Linked DNA regions of Ovis aries: region 1 is linked to region 2. A link is a contact called in public Hi-C data. All regions are on one chromosome and are shown on one strand. Each heading gives the region's core, a stretch centred on a gene start, on an enhancer-like site or on the middle of the called end of the contact. The rest is flanking DNA. Distances are from core to core; before and after follow the strand shown.

What was found. A called contact is a pair of places that touch in the nucleus more often than the background predicts.
Region 1: a Hi-C map of hypothalamus shows a contact between it and region 2, with 9 times the contacts expected there. The contact joins two enhancer-like sites. A contact is called at or near these places in 11 of 16 Hi-C or Micro-C datasets (blood, hypothalamus, liver and 5 more).

What each region holds. Positions count from the first base shown.
Region 1 is chr4:62,982,152-62,987,503 of ARS-UI_Ramb_v3.0, reverse strand. It overlaps LOC121819403 (a long non-coding RNA gene), which reads left to right. Exons shown (of 5, transcript XR_009600493.1): 5 at 2,924-5,352. Among named protein-coding and RNA genes, the nearest start is that of HERPUD2, 23 kb to the left of the region's middle. Within about 2 kb of position 2,998, at least 2 of the 54 cell types and tissues checked have an H3K27ac peak or open chromatin away from gene starts, as enhancers often do. A contact at or near this core is called in hypothalamus, where this site is marked.
Region 2 is chr4:62,804,580-62,809,950 of ARS-UI_Ramb_v3.0, reverse strand. No RefSeq gene overlaps it. Among named protein-coding and RNA genes, the nearest start is that of SEPTIN7, 100 kb to the left of the region's middle. Within about 2 kb of position 2,705, at least 9 of the 54 cell types and tissues checked have an H3K27ac peak or open chromatin away from gene starts, as enhancers often do. A contact at or near this core is called in hypothalamus, where this site is marked.

The DNA.
Region 1 (5,352 bases), core at 1,749-4,248, 180 kb before region 2:
TTATGAACTTCATCTTTACTATTACACTTTTAAATTTCTTCTTACAGGTGCTTAGTGCGATATTTTCAAGAGGAAATACTCTAATTTGTAAAACAGGAAACTGACGAAGTGCACCGTGAAATGCTCTATTGCTGCGGTTAACCGCATTAGCCACTGGGTGGCTCCACTGTTTCGTTCCATTCACTGTCTGTTGATGGAAGTTTCCAATGAAAACAGGAGATGAAGAGCAGGGCTTTATTTGCAGAATGCTTAATTAGGAACTGATGCAGCATTTACATTCTGACATTTTATTTAGAAACAGTTCTGCTCATGTATGCAGTATTCTCTTGTGTTCTTTGATAACTGGGCATTTAACTTGCCAAGGTGGGGGAGGAAAACTGTATTTTTTTCCCCTTAGTATTGTGTCATTTCCTATTCCAATTTTTTAATAAGAATCAAGAATTCTTCATTGATGACATCTTGTCTGTTTTCAAAGCTATCATTTTCAGAGTCCTATAATAAAATAATAATAAATAGAGTCCTATAATAAAATAATTTGAGGGAAAACAAGAAATTACCACTAGACCAGGAGTATATCCAGTTCAGTCGCTCAGTCGTGTCCGACTCTGCGACCCCAATGAATCGCAGGACACCAGGCCTCCCTGTCCCTCACCATCTCCCGGAGTTCACTCAGACCCACGTCCCTCGAGTCAGTGATGCCATCCAGCCATCTCATCCTCTGTCATCCCCTTCTCCTCCTGCCCCCAATCCCTCCCAGCATCAGAGTCTTTTCCAATGAGTCAACTCTTCGCATGAAGTGGCCAAAGTACTGGAGTTTCAGCTTTAGCATCAATCCTTCTAAAGAAATCCCAGGGCTGATCTCCTTCAGAATGGACTGGTTGGACCTCCTTGCAATCCAAGGGACTCTCAAGAGTCTTCTCCAACACCACAGTTCAAAAGCATCACTTCTTCAGCGCTCAGCTTTCTTCACAGTCCAACTCTCACATCCATACATGACTACTGACAAAACCATAGCCTTGACTAGACGGACCTTTGTTGACAAAGCAATGTCTCTGCTTTTGAATATGCTGTCTAGGTTGGTCATAACTTTCCTTCCAAGAGTAAGCATCTTTTAAATTCATGGCTGCAGTCACCATCTGCAGTGATTTTGGAGCCCCCCAAAATAAAGTCTGACACTGTTTCCCCATCTATTTCCCATGAAGTGATGGGACCAGATGCCATGATCTTCGTTTTCTGAATGTTGAGCTTTAAGCCAACTTTTTCACTCTCCTCTTTCCCTTCTTCAAGAGGCTTTTTAGTTCCTCTTCCCTTTCTGCCATAAGGGTGGTGTCATCTGCATATCTGAGGTTATTGAGATTTCTCCCGGCAATCTTGATTCCAGCTTGTGCTTCTTCCAGCCCAGCATTTCTCATGATGTACTCTGCATAGAAGTTAAATAAGCAGGGTGACAATATACAGCCTTGAGGTACTCCTTTTCCTATTTGGACCCAGTCTGTTGTTCCATGTCCAGTTCTAACTGTTGCTTCCTGACCTGCATATAGGTTTCTCAAGGGGCAGGTCAGGTGGTCTGGTATTCCCATCTCTTTCAGAATTGTCCACAGTTGATTGTGATCCACACAGTCAAAGGCTTTGGCATAGTCAAGAAAGCAGAAATAGATGTTTTTCTGGAACTCTCTTGCTTTTTCAATGATCCAGTGAATGTTGGCAATTTGATCTCTGGTTCCTCTGCATTTTCTGAAACCAGCTTGAACATCTGGAAGTTCACGGTTCACATATTGCTGAAGCCTGGCTTGGAGAATTTTGAGCATTATTTTACTAGCGTATGAGATGAGTGCAATTCTGCAGTAGTTTGAGCATTTTTTGGCATTGCCTTTCTTTGGGATTGGAATGAAAACTGACCTTTTCCAGTCCTGTGGCCACTGCTGAGTTTTCCAAATTTGCTGGCATATTGAGTGCAGCACTTTCACAGCATCACCTTTCAGGATTTGAAAGGAGTATATTATGTTCTCCTTTTGGAAAGATAGAAAGCTACATTGCTGATAGCTTCCATCTCTAAGAGATGTCATTGTGTTTCAGTAGGGGCTGGTGAATAGAAAAAAAGAGATAGAAATAACCCACAAAGATGTAAAATTGTAGAAGGGATCACTACAGCTAACTCTTCCTGGGGTCACAGATCTACACCTTGGGGCTGACCACAATTTTAAAACTTGACCTCAATTTGTATTTCTAGATGCCATGCATTTTGTGCATTCGTGATAAACTTTTTCTCTGTTCTGTCTTCTTTTAGTCTAATTTTTCTAGCCCAAACCTATTACTTTCTTTTGTGTTCTTGCTTCCTTTTGTAATCCCTATCCCTACTTATCTTTTTTTTTTTTTTTGGTCCCTTTTCATTTGCACGATTGAATGCATAATTTTTGAATGACAGTTACTGTTTAAAATTCTGCTTTAGACCTGAATCATTCCGTTAGAGGAAAGAAATTCCAGAAATGTAACATAAATGGCTCAGACATTGCAGTGCCCCTAAATATGAATACAATTAAGTATTTGAGCTAGTAATCACTGTTTTTTTTTTTAAATAAATTAGCTGTATAACTAATTTCCTTATGTCCTTGGGGGGAACTCATGAATGGTAGAATCAGATGAAAAACATTTGAATTCAAACAACAGTGAAATTAGAGAGCATGTTTCTGATTGTAAACTATAAATAGAGTAACTAAAACCAGAACTTGGTGTAGATGACAGAAAGTAGAATTTAAAGTGAGTACAATTTAAATATCACGTTCACCTTCTCAGGAAAAAATACAGTCATGAGTTAGAGAATGCATCATTTAAATATATTCAAATAGATGAGATATTTCAAATAGATGAAGTAAGGTAAGGTCTTGGATTCTAGGTTTCTGAATTAATATCATGAAATTCACAGAGTTCCCTGTAGAAGAAGAGGGGAGTAAAGAATCTGACTGCTGATCCAGGAGAGAGGATGAATCTCAGCTATCCTCCTACCAGAAGACAAATCCACATGAAAAGCTACAAGCCCAGTCATGCGTCAAAGCCCTTTTCTGGCTATCACATATATCAGTTGTACTCTCTCTCCTGTTGAAAACAAGAATATTTCCAGAGTGTGAGAGCCAAACTTCAGTAGCCGTTTCCACCCCGAGGCTTCATTGTCTCCCAAGGCTTCTGGGATTAGAATTAGGTTTTGTTGAATCAGGCTCTGCAGTGGCTGGGTCCCATGAAGCATCAGTTTTTATTTGAGTCACATAACTCTTGAATGAGGCTAAATCTGTAAAATTCTTCATCTTTAAATAAACTTGTATAGATAAAGATTTAGATTAAAAACAAATATTCTTAAATGTCTAATGTATTGGTGCAAATATACCATCCCCTCTTGCTGAAACTTGAGTCCATCATTTTTTTCTTCTTTTTATATTAATAATGAAGTGTTTCCAAATACAGAAAATTATAAAGAGTCAGATAATAAATTTCCAGGTACCCATTGTCCAGCCACATCTAATTTTTAACATTTCCCTTATTTGCCTGATGTCTTTACCTAGAATCTTTAAAAAAAAAAAAAAAAATTTAAAACATTTCAGATCCAAATGAAAGCCCTAGTAACATCTCTGCCAACCCTTCTCTCCATCATCCTGTCTAAAAACTAACCGTTACCATGAATTTGCTGTTTATCATCCCATGCATGTTTTTATATATTGCAGTGTTTGTATGTATTCCTAAAATATATATATATATATGTATATGAATGTTTTAACCTTTTATAAAAATAGCACCACACTGTATATAACCTTTTACAATTTGATTTATTTACTTAGTGTCATAGTTTTAAGATTTATCTGTTATGGTACATTCACCATCAATCATTGCTTTAATTTAGACCAATAGCTCAGTTTTCTCTGCTTTTGCTCAAATCACTGAACAATTTGTCCATATAGAAGTTTACTATCTAGTGGAAAAAGTAAATAACTTTTTGAAATAGACAACTTTTTGAAACACGGCCATGATTTTAATCCCATGTGTTTACCATGGAGAAACTAAGAAAAAATGTATATTTTCAGACTTCCTCATATAGTCTGGACTGAGCTATTCAAGTCATTTCCCAACAGTTCTTCTATGTGTTATGAAGACCAATAAATATATCACTGAGCTCTTTGGCTAACAGATAAAAGTGGAGAGATCTTGTCCTAGGAGTTAGTAGTCCTACAGTATCTTTCACAATTTATTTAACTTCTCTGGACTCTAGTTTCTCTCATATACAAAATGGATCAGTTGAACCAGAGAATCTGGTGCTAATTTTCAATGACCTATGGAATATGTAAACAAAAATTATAAAGCCTTAAAATTCTTGTCATTTGCTTTAGTAGAATTTTATTTTCTGTATGAAATAGATTTTTATTATAATTCTTTGATAAAGAAAGTGCATAATGTATGAATATCCAATCTTTAAAGACGTGGACTATATATAAGTATGAAATTATTATATAAATGTATAGTTATAATTTTGCTTTCATCACACATTTTGTTCACATCTTTAATCTATTTACTTCTGAGTCCTTGGTGATAAGCCCCTGTCCCAGATGTGACGTTGCTCTTATGGGGAAATAGGATCCACTTCCGTGATGCACTTCATCATGTGGACTCAGGAGCACTTTGTAGGAATACTCTGTAGGCAAATTATAAGGGCTACAAATGTGAGCATATGGTATTAGAATTACCCTCAGATTATTTGGCAGTTTTGGTTAGTATTTCTGGGCCCTTCAAACACAAGGATAGAGCTCTTAAAGCAGCAGCTTACAGAATCCTCCCTCAATTTTTTTTATCAGAAAAACAAAATCATTCATTTTAGAGGATTTTTAAATTCCTAATTGCAGATGTAAATAACTATCAGTTCGGAAAATGGCTGAATATAATAAAAAGCATAATCTTCCCTATAAAACTAGAAGCTTTATAGGAACACAAAGATGCTTTCCTTCTACTTCCATCCTCCTCCTCCTCCTCCTCCTCCTCCTCCCTACCAGCTCTGACCTACCAACTGCTACCTACCGACTCCTGTCCACAATACAAAAGAGACAATAGAAAATCCTTTTCAACCATCATTTACCTTGAAGTAAACCTAAAAGAGTGATCAGGAATAGAAACAACATAGGTGCTAAAAATCTATGAAAATAAATTTTGAAGATTGCCCAAATATCGAACAGCTTTTTCTCCAATACTCTGCTTAAAAAATATAAATTCACATGAATAATGGATTATAATGATGATTTGCCTTTAAACAGCCTGTTTCCCCCAATTTATTGCTATAGGTAATTGCCCTATTTTGCCTTATTTTTAGAAAAAAAA
Region 2 (5,371 bases), core at 1,456-3,955:
AACATGATTTAAGATTACTGCAGTAACAGTTTATTTGTTGGCCATCACTAAAGATTGTCTTTGAAAATACAGTGCTTTCTGCTGTGTGTGGTTTTCTTTTTTTAATTGGCTGTTACTCCAAGACCAGAATCAGACATTCAGGAATAATTGTAAGTAAATATGCAGAGATATTTTTTTGTTTGGTTTGGTTCTTATAATAGAGATTTAGTTAACGCCCTTAACCAGAAAAGTTTGGTTTTAGGAAAAATAACTTAATGAATTTGATGACTGCAAAATCAGAAAGTTTATATTGACCACTTGTCTAACTGGTAAGTACTACTGCTTCTAGAAACAAGTTCTCATAGGTGCTGTTTAAAAATTCAATATGCATTGTGATAACTTTGTAAAGTCACCTTTATTCTATTACCCTAGTGAAAACTTTCGGAAGTTTTTGTCTGTATCATGGCGAAGGTTTATCTGAATCTGATGTAGGACCCGTACAGAACTTGACCGACCAGGTCATTTGATGGTTGGCTTCGTTTTTCAAGCTTATCAAGGGCTTTTTTGTTATATGGCCTGTAGAGTTCTGAGAACTGCTATGTGATTATTCACAATACATATAACATTCAGGAAGCGTAAGGAAAGGCTAGCTTGTAAATAGCAAAATGGACAATACCTAGTCTCCATTGTGAGAGACATTATAAATTGGAGTAACTCTAACCACTGCGCTCTTTAAGTGAGACCAGAGACGCCCTAATCCAAGTGCACATCGCATGGCAGAGTTGTGCTGCCACCTAGTGGAAGTAAGAGCTAATTGTTTTTATCAAGTTCACATTGGAGCAGAGGCTTATTTCTGTGGAGCTCAGGTTCTAATTTTGAAAGCTAAGCAGATATAGACTTCTGCTTCTCAGACTCATTAGCTTAGTGTCACACCACCACCCACATATTCTGACATATTCTGCACCTTTCATGCCTTTTATTCTCTTGGAAAAAGACCTAGGAATGTGGAGGTCAGGGTAGCAGGTAAGCAAAAAGGTGGAAAGAATGTAAGACTGCAACAGTAGCAAAGTGTTGACTTAGCAAGTCATTTAGATCACTGTCTCCAAACCTGATACTGTTTCTTTGTGAAAATATTTTTGAGCATGTATGTGTGATTATACCTATATAGTAAATTATATATAGGTAGCACTATGTTAGGGCTTCCCAGGTGATGCTAGTGGTGAAGAACCCACCTGGCAATGCGGGGGACACAAGAGACATGAATTTGATCCCTGGGTAGGGAAGATCCCCTGGAGAAGGAAATAACGACCCACTCTAGTATTCTTGCCTGGGAAATCCCATAGACAGAGGAGCCTGGCAGCCTTTAGTCCATGAGGTTACAAAGGGTTGAACACAACTGAAGCAAAGCAAGCAAGCAGTATGTTAATATGAACATTATGAAACAATTTTTAAAACTCAAAAAAAAGTTTAGCGCTTCCCAAGCCCCAGTAAATTATCTAATATATTCTACTTTGGAAGTCCTTGGTTTAATATGGTAGTCAGTAGTATGTAGATCCTTACACTGTTGAATCCCTAAGGAAGTCCTGCCATGGTATCCTACTTGATGTAAAAGGAAGACTTAATTGTCTGGTAAATTGAAATCCTTTCTAATAAATAGTTTGCAAATAAAAACAAAAGTTGGTGTACTTCATTCAGGATATTTACCCTACCCCAGACAGTCAACTAGTTTGTGTACATTATCTTCATTTAATCCTTAATAGATAACAGTGTCATCCTTTTCATAGATGTGGAAACAGCTTTGGAGGTGGTTAGTGACTTATCCATTAGAGAGGTGGTAACTGGTGAAGTTGGAGTGTGAACTGGTCTTGGCAACAGCAGGACCTGTGTACTTCAATCTTACGCCATAAGACCACCTGGTGTGTGCCAGAAAACACTAAACCCACTGACTAATCACCTCGGTTCAAATCCCATCTGTATAAATTAGGTGTGTTACTTTTTGTTTCTGAATATTTGTTTCTTCAGCCCTAAAATAAGGCCCATACCTCCCTTGCTAGATCTGAGTGCAGATTACGTCGTGACTGCACAAGTAAAGGTGCCTAAATCTTGAGAGATTTTTCTTGAATTTTAAGAAATTCAATTGAATTGAAAAACTGTTCAACACCTTCCTCCCCTCCCAGAATGTTGAAGGATGTGGTGATGCCAGGGCCATGACAAACCAAGAATTTTGTTTTTTCCTACTTTTAGGTAAGTTTGCGTGGTGCCATGGTAAGCCTCCAGACATGCTTCTTTGCACACAGAGCCTTTTTGGAATTACTAAATGAGGTATGTTTCAATAATAGGGTACACCATAGAAATAAGCTGATTTTGGTTAAGAGCAGGTTTTCTACAGTACGAGTGACGAGTTAAAAAATACGTCCTCCTTAATAAGTAATGCTGAGCTGGTTTATCAGTATCTCATCTCTGGTGAAAATATTGCTGCTTTTCAAGCAAACTTGGTTCCCATGATTTGGGATTAACCCATAGAGTGTTCAGAGTTTAGTGTCAGCCATTTTCAACAAAAAATAGGGACTGACAATTTCCTGTGTTCTTTAGAAGACTTTCAAAGCTTCACAGGAAGAATGAAGACTATTCTTGGCCTGAACCATTTACCCCATGGGGTACTGGGCCCAGCCAAACAGCATTGTATTAGCAAAGGGGGGTCAAGTGAAAGGAGACCTTGTTCTGTGCCAGGCTCTCAAAGGGCAGCCTGAAACCACACTGGCCACCCAGACCCAGTTTTAGATGCAGTGTTTGTGGACCTGCTGAAACCTCATGCCATTCAGGCTTTCTGAAATCCTTTGGGATGGAGACAGGGAGTAGTAGTTGACACCTCTGAGAATAGGGATCCGTGAGAACTTGGCAGAAGGGGAGAGGCTAATTAGGGGAAATGGTAAGACTCTGCCAACGAGTGTCTAGTTTTTGTTCTCTTCCTCTTCAAAGTGAGGCCCTCTTAGCTTACAGGTGTGTTGCAGGGAATAATGTCTCACCCTGTATGTTTACAAGGAAACAGCAGACCACAGAGGCCCCATGAGCTGGCTCTCATCCAAGTGTGGAGTACTGAACTAGGTCTAGCAGGGGCTTACAACTTTTTTCCCTTCATTTAGCTCCATTGTTTCTGAATTTCACGGTGGAGTCTTTCATATTTAAATGTATGCTCCAGGCTCGGAAAAGTTCTGTTTTGTGTAAGCTGGTTATTTAAGCAGCTTGGCAAATGGCAGGTGAAGTGATGGGTGCCGTGACACACACCCTGGAATTAATGTGTGTTCTCCCCTTGGTATTTAGAAGTAAAGAACATATTTTGTCTGATTGGGAGTGGGGGAGCTTTTTTTTTTAATTTTGGTAGGAATAAATCTTGTGATTATACAAATCTATAGCTTAACGTGGTTTGCTTTTCAGACCAAAAAAATAATTAATGGAACACAGTTCTTTCTCTCAGATACCAAAATAAAATTCTCCTTAGACCTTTAGTTTGCTGGGTACAGGTAGAAGAAACTCAAATTTTCACTTTCTTTCCCAAACTGCTACTTCATTAGTTCTTAATTAGGCCTCATCCCTTGTAGTCATACTTGGAAGAGGGGTAGAGGCCACTGAGGCAAGCTCACTTCTGTGGTGTCTTCATTCAGATGGGATTGGCCCAGGTATAATCCATGTCCAGAAGAGGAGACGGGCTTTCTCTCTAACTTGTGCTATGAGGACTGGTGAACTCACCCTACAAAGTGGGAGCTGCTGCTGCTAAGTCGCTTCAGTTGTGTCCGACTCTGTGCGACCCCACAGACAGCAGCCTGCCAGGCTCCCCCATCCCTGGACTTCTCCAGGCAAGAACACTGGAGTGGGTTGCCATTACCTTCTCCAATGCATGAAAGTGAAAAGTGAAAGCAAAGTCGCTCAGTCATGTCTGACTCTTCATGATCCCATGGACTGCAGCCTACCAGGCTCCTCCATCCGTGGGATTTTCCAGGCAAGAGTACTGGAGTGGGGTGTCATTGCCTTCTCCGACCAAGTGGGAGCATTTCGACATTATTCTGAATGAGGAGAATTCCTACTTAACCAAAGGAGAAAAAACTCACTTGGAAATTGAAGCAAGGGAACAAAAATCAGCAAAAGGTGAAGCAACAAATGTTTGTTGAGCACCAACTATGTGCCAGATACGAACTTCACATAAATTTCAAAGATCAGTAGAATTCTATGACATGGCCATTTTAACCCCCCATTAAAAACAAGCATACTAGAATGGATTAAGAAGTGTGGTGTATGTTTATTCAATGGAATATTAGCCATAAAAAGAATGAAATAATGTCATTTTGTAGCAACGTGGATGGACCTGAAGACAATCATACTAAGTGAAGTAAGTCATACAGTTAGTTCAGTTGCTCAGTCGTGTCTGACTCTGCGACCCCATGAGTTGCAGCACGCCAGGCCTCCCTGTCCATCACCAACTCCCAGAGTTCACTCAGACTCATGTCCATCGAGTCGGTGATGCCATCCAGCCATCTCATCCTCTGTTGTCCCCTTCTCCCCCCAATCCCTCCCAGCATCAGAGTCTTCTCCAATGTGTCAACTCTTCACATGAGGTGGCCAAAATACTGGAGTTTCAGGTTCAGCATCATTCCTTCCAAAGAAATCCCAGGGCTGATCTTCAGAATGGATTGGTTGGATCTCCTTGCAGTCCAAGGGACTCTCAATAGTCTCCTCCAACACCACAGTTCAAAAGCATCAATTCTTCGGCGCTCAGCCTTCTTCACAGTCCAACTCTCAGATCCATACATGACCACAGGAAAAACCATAGCCTTGACTAGACGAACCTTAGTTGGCAAAGTAATGTCTCTGCTTTTGAATATGCTATCTAGGTTGGTCATAACTTTTCTTCCAAGGAGTAAGCATCTTTTAATTTCATGGCTACAATCACCATCTGCAGTTATTTTGGAGCCCCCCAGAATAAAGTCTGATACTGTTTCTACTGTTTCCCCATCTATTTGCCATGAAGTGATGGGACCAGATGCCATGATCTTCGTTTTCTGAATGTTGAGCTTTACGCCAACTTTTTCACTCTCTACTTTCACTTTCATCAAGAGGCTTTTTAGTTCCTCTTCCCTTTCTGCCATAAGGGTGGTGTCATCTGCATATCTGAGATTATTGAGAGTTCTCCCGGCAATCTTGATTCCAGCTGTGTTTCTTCCAGTCCAGCGTTTCTCATGATGTACTCTGCATATAAGTTAAATAAGCAGGGTGACAATATACAGCCTTGACCTACTCCTTTTCCTATTTGGAACCAGTCTGTTGTTCCATGTCCAGTTCTAACTGTTGCTTCCTGACCTGCATACAGATTTCTCAAGAGGCAAGTCAGGTGGTCTGG